Regions from separate parts of the Mus musculus genome. Here region 2 is linked to region 1. The links are chromatin contacts, called in public HiChIP or PLAC-seq maps. All regions are on one chromosome and are shown on one strand. The core of a region is the stretch at or near the end of the contact, and the rest is flanking DNA. Distances in the headings are between cores, read along the strand shown.

Evidence for each region. HiChIP or PLAC-seq counts read pairs in DNA pulled down with a chosen protein or histone mark.
Region 2: a contact with region 1 is called in an H3K27ac HiChIP or PLAC-seq map of microglia, with 4 times the contacts expected there. The contact joins two enhancer-like sites. A contact is called at or near these places in 11 of 39 promoter capture datasets (the C10 cell line, the HPC-7 cell line, embryonic stem cells and 4 more), 5 of 115 datasets of contacts at active chromatin or transcription factors (embryonic stem cells, epiblast stem cells, microglia and 1 more) and 1 of 9 other capture datasets (embryonic stem cells).

What each region holds. Positions count from the first base shown.
Region 1 is chr10:60,356,224-60,359,059 of GRCm38.p6, reverse strand. All of the region lies in intron 39 of Cdh23 (cadherin 23 (otocadherin)), which reads left to right. Vsir (V-set immunoregulatory receptor) reads right to left here. Exons shown (of 7, transcript NM_028732.4): 2 at 793-1,218; 3 at 66-116. Among named protein-coding and RNA genes, the nearest start is that of Vsir, 11 kb to the right of the region's middle. Within about 2 kb of position 1,394, at least 12 of the 459 cell types and tissues checked have an H3K27ac peak or open chromatin away from gene starts, as enhancers often do. A contact at or near this core is called in microglia, where this site is marked.
Region 2 is chr10:60,634,337-60,637,172 of GRCm38.p6, reverse strand. All of the region lies in intron 4 of Cdh23 (cadherin 23 (otocadherin)), which reads left to right. Among named protein-coding and RNA genes, the nearest start is that of Gm51803, 51 kb to the left of the region's middle. Within about 2 kb of position 1,377, at least 33 of the 459 cell types and tissues checked have an H3K27ac peak or open chromatin away from gene starts, as enhancers often do. A contact at or near this core is called in microglia, where this site is marked.

The DNA of each region.
Region 1 (2,836 bases), core at 145-2,644:
TCAAGAAAAGACAGGGAAATGAGGCAGCAGAGAGGGGGATGGGGATCTGCAGTGAGAGTCCTTACTGTCACTGTCCTGCTCATTAGACGCCATGCATGTGGACCCCGAGCCTTTGCCTGTGGGAACAAAGAGAGGTCTGTTAGGTGAGTGTAAGGCCCATGAGGTTGCAGGGTGAGTCCAGGCTAGTGACTTCTCTTGCCTTTCACAGGAATGCATGCTAATGCCTGCCTGGCAGTGCTCGCCCAGGGGAGTCTGTACATCTGTGTGCATGTCTTACATTCTCAGATGGACAGACACACACACACTCTCTCTCTTCTCTCTCTTCTCTCTCTCTCTCTCTCTCTCTCTCTCCCTCTCCCTCTCCCTCTCCCTCTCCCTCTCCCTCTCCCTCTCCCTCTCCCTCTCCCTCTCCCTCTCCCTCTCCCTCTCCCTCTCCCTCTCTCTCTCTCTCTCTCTCTCCTCCCAGCCGTTTGGCCAGGATCAACTCAAACTCAGGACACATTCAGTCCCCCATTTGCCTGCATTTTTTCACAAGCACTGACACTGTAGGTTCAGATATACACACCCTCTTACATTAAAAAAAAACAAAACAAAAAAAAAAAAGGTCACTCTGTCACAAATAGACACACACACAAGATAATCACACGTCTGCACCCCACATACATGCACCCACTTCTTACACGAAACTAGTAGTCATGTGGCAGGTATGCAGACACCTCTCCAGCCCCACCGGCCTGCCTGCCCACCTGCCCTGGACTCCCAAGCCATGGCCACCTGTGCAGAATACCTCACCTGCCTGTACCTGTAGCTCCATGGACCCGTAGAACCGTTGTTCTGGGTGGTGGTTTTTTAATTCTATCACTAGACAGCAGTAGAGGCCGCTGTCCCTTGGGGTCACATTGCGCAGGGTGATAGAGAAGTTACCGTGGTGGTCAGAAGCTAGCTCTAGCCCATGCTTCTGGGGCTGGTCATGGCTGGCGTTGGCTTTCAGGTGGCTTCCGTGGTGCTGAAGGTGCTGCAATGTGAAGTTGCGTATGGGCCGGTGTTCTTTGCACATCTGGACCTCGCCTCGTGAGCTGAGGTACCACGTCTTGTAGATGGTCACATCGTGCCCTTTGGACACGGGGCCCAGAATCCTGCAGGTGAGGGTGGCATTCTGTCCCTCGGGACACACATAGAGAGAATATGGAGTGGTGACCTTGAAGGCTGCTACCAGACCTGTTCAGAGAGAAGAGCACCCCTGTCACCTGCCTGAGTGAGCGGCACTCCTCGCTGCCCTCCAGATGAGAAAGCGTGACTTCAGCCTCTTCCCTTGCAAGCCAGACCCTGGGCAAGCCAGCTGATCTGAGCCTTGGCCTCTTGCTTAGTAACAAGACCCACATGGGAGAAGCCTCCAGGCCTCCCAAGTGGGAGGGGAGCCAGACAAAAGACAGGCCAGCCAACATGGGGCCTTCTCCCAAGTAGAGCATGAGTCCCAGCCCCAGCTCCCTGGCAGGCAATGGCCCCACCTTGGACAACTCTGTCCTGCACAAGGAGCAGGTACAGAGGAGAATGAAAGGCCTCAGTCTTTGGCCACGCTGAGGGGTGCCAGCATCTTCTACCCACCCCCTCTCCTCATCCAGGCAATGCCTTCTTCCGTAGCCTCCTCCCAGAGCACTAACTGAATGCCCACACAGATGGGGCCAGTGCCTGGTACCCTACCTCAGCTTGACAGCCAGGGACCCAGCTGAGCAAGCAAGCCTGCATTAAGGACCCTGTGGGCAGAGACAAACCAGTGCCCAGTTTTCAGAGACTTGGGAGGGAGAAAAAAAAATGCCCTTTAGGGCTGGGCATGGCCCCTCCCCCCGGGTCTTTGGACTTTGAGTGAGAATTTAAAGGCGAGCATTTCGACTTAGGCACGATGGTAGGGGAAGCAGGGAAAGTCGAAGCGTGTGAGGGACAGGGATGAGGAACGCGTGACAGGTCCTCGTGTTCCGCACCCGCTACCCACCCAAATGCAGTCCTCTGCCCTAAGCAGATAAAGAAGTCCTCTTGCCTACCATAACCTCGGCTCCCACTGCCCTACTGCTTAACCTGATGGTTCACCCCAGACATACTATGTAGCTGAAGATGACCCTGAATTGATCTCCCTGTCTCTACCTCTCAAGAGCTGAGATTATGAATATAGGCCAGCAACCCAGTTTAAAAGGCACAGAGTCTCAAACCCAGGACTCTGTGTATACTGGGGAAGCACTCTACCAGCTGAGCCATATCCCCAGCCCAAGTTCACTCTAGAGACTGGAATATGAGCTGGACACTCCGTTCCTCTAACTAACCACGTGAGCTGTTTTCTCCTCTCTAAGAAGAAAGATGTTCACGGCAGCACGGGGTAGGAGGGGAGGAAAGATGGGTATGCTGAGGGCTCTGGTCACCACAGCTCAGCATTGCTCTGGTTTTAACTGATATTGCAGGGGGTACGGGAGGGCTAACAGGGAAAAGGTTTAGAATATAAAGAGATTACAAATGGAGGGGCAGGGACGGGGTGGGGGCCAGTCACAGCTCAGCCAGAAAAATATTTGCCTCAAAACCATGAGGATCCAAGTTTGGACTCTTAGAACTCAGGTAAAATTCTGGAGATGTTAGAACAGGTCTGTAACTCCAATGATGCTGAGTGGGGCAGGAGAAGCAGGTGGGTGCCTAGAATTCGACTGCCAGCTAGATAGACCTGGTGAAGTTCCAAACAAATGAGAGACCCTATCTGTCTCAGTTACGGTCTTACTGCTGTGAACAGACACTATGACCAAGGCAGCTTGTAGACAACATTTAATTGGAGCTGGCTTACAGGTTCAGAGGTTCA
Region 2 (2,836 bases), core at 128-2,627, 280 kb before region 1:
CTTAGAATGCAGTGGGCTGTGGAGTTCAGGAGCTGTGGCTGGTTGGAGACTGTGGTCAGGTGATCATGGCTGTGCTGGCTTGGCTCCCCTGCCCAGCAGTATCCTGAGTCTCTGCATCAGAATCTCTGATCGTCCAGGGAATTCCCTAACCTGCCAAGGTGACCAAATCCTTAGCAATGAGGCCAGGCTGTCCACCTAAGGGTGGACAGTATCAGAAATCAGAAATATATCTGCAGGCTGACAGTCTCACTCCTGAAGGAGGGCTCAAGTCTGAAGTACTAGTTTCCTTCCTGCTGCATGCCCTTGCAATGGCTGCCTCAGTTTCCCTATCTTATAATCTAGGCATAGCAGGCCTCTGTCACTGCGTGCCTTGCCTGTTCCCAGTAGGTCTGACACTAGAGGAGGCTTAAGACACCCCCCCCCACCTTGCCACCTGTAGAGATTTTCAGTCCTGACCTATGACCCCTAGTTTTATTTTACTTAGAAGCTCAGGGCGGAGGGGTGGAGGGTTAGCCAGAGATCCTGTGTTCTTAGCACATTCTTAGCTAATGCTGCTGCTGTGTGGAGGGGGTGCAGACCCCACTTGGGTCTGCTGTGTTAGCCCCGCTGTACCCCCTGAGTATCAGAGTGCTGCCTTATCCAGCCTGGGTGATTCAGCCCTGGACAACAGCTAGCCTTAGAGCAGTGGTTCTCAATCTGTGGGTTGCAACCCCCTTCGGAGGTTCAAACAACTGTTTCCCAGGGATCACCTGAGACCATTGGAACACACAGCTATTTACATTACAATTTGTAACAGTAGTAAAATTGCAATTATGAAGTGGCTGGGGATCACCACACCGTGAGGAACTGCATTCAAGGGTTGCAGCATTAGGAAGGTTGAGAGCCACTGCCTTGGAGCGAGGTGTGGGATCCCAGGAGCCTCTCTGCCTGTCTTGCAGGCTTGCAGGCCTCCTGATTGGGAAACAGGTTATGCTCGCTTTACCTCAGCTGGAGTCCCTCCTAGGTACCAGGCAGGCACGTCAGCGAGGAAGGACACTGGAGAGATGACTCTACTTATGGGCAAGCTCCACCCCCAGCCCCGCCTCCTGTGTTTACAGAGTGGTCATACGCAGTCCATAATCACTCCTGACAGCCTTCATTAAAAGCACAGGGACAATTAATAGTCAATTAAGGCACAGAGAGCTGCTTTCCTTCTCTAGGTGCTTCCCCACTGACACTTGTCACCGAGGGAGTCCCAAGGAATCTGTGGACGTGGGATGTCATGGAGGGGATGGTGGCTTCTGAAGCTGGGGTGGCCGAAGCTCCTGGCTGAGCACTCTGTGGTGCATTCAGCCACAGGCTATGGAGGAAGTGCTTGAGCCTGGTCGGTCCCCAAGGGAGCACTCACTTCACTCTCAGAGCATCCATCTTCCTGTACAGCAGGGCTGGTTAGTGTAGTTCGCAGAGTGTTATGCTTTTGTGATGAAATACTGAATGGTATGTGCTGCGTGGCAAGGATGGTTGTCCCCCCACCGGCTCAGCTGGGGATGTCCCTTCCTCCTGTGCAGGGCACTGCAACAGACCTGAAGCCATGCAGACAGCAACAGCACCAGGTCTTCCCTGGCCTCCTTCAGCCTCTTACTTTTTAATTTGTTTCCATTCATTTATTTATTTATTTATTTATTTTACAACCTAATCACTGCTCCCTCTCCCCATCCTCCTCAAACATAATCCCTCCCCTTTTCCTCTGAGAGGGTGGGGGCTCCCCTGGATATCACCCCTCCCCCATTTGTCACATCAAGTCTCTGTGGGGCTAGTCACATCCTTTTCCACTGAGGCCAGACAAGGCAGCCCAGTTAAGGGAACAGATTCCACAGGCAGGCAATAGCTTTAGGGACAGCCCCTACTCCAGTTGTGAGGGGACCCACATGAAAACCAAGCTACACATCTGCTACATATGTGCCGTGGGCCTCCGTCCAGCCTCAATATACTCTTTGGTTGGTAGTTTAGTCTCTGTGAGCCCCCAAGAGTCTAGGTTAGTTGACTCTGTTGGTCTTCCTGTGGAGTTCCTATCCCCTCCAGGACCCACAATCTTCTCCCCAACTCTTCTATAAGACACCCCAAGCTCTGTCCAATGTTAGGCTGTGGGTCTCACACAGACTCTTACAGTCTCTGGAAGAGAAGATAGAAGGCGAGGTGTGTGTGTGTGTGTGTGTGTGTGTGTGTGTGTATTCGTTCTTCTAGATGAGGCCTCTGACCTCAGAAAACCAGGATCCCAGGGTGGACAGCCTCTTTGGAGAATGAAGATGCCCACCCCTGACTCCACGGAAGATGCAAACAGCTCTGTTGGAGGCCGTGCTCTTCCTTAGCTCGGTGCATGTGTGTGGTGGGCTGGAGAACTCAGGCAGCAGAATGGCATTGCCTGCCGTTCAGCCCCCAAATGTCAATATCTGGGTCTGTTTGGGAAATAGCATGTTCTGAAATTAGACCAGGAACTGTATAGAAAAGACAGCCTGCCTGCCTATGACCCCCAACAGGGACTGATCCCTGCCTCAGCCTGGTGCCCTCATTCAGGGTGCTGACATATGGACGGTGACACATGACATCCGACACGTGCCCAGCACAGATCCGGGCACACCGTCAAGGCTTCAGTTCTCAGCTCCTCCGCTCCCCACCCACTTCCTGGCAGAAAACGACACTTTTTTCCTCTCCTGAAATCATATTCTGCCTTGTTCCATGCTCATTAAAGGATGCTAGGGAGTGGATGCATGCCCACCCCCTGCTGCCCTGCCCTCTCACCCGGGCAGGCTCTCTTCTCGGCATCTGTGTGTGTGGCTGAGAGTGTGGCGAGGGTGGA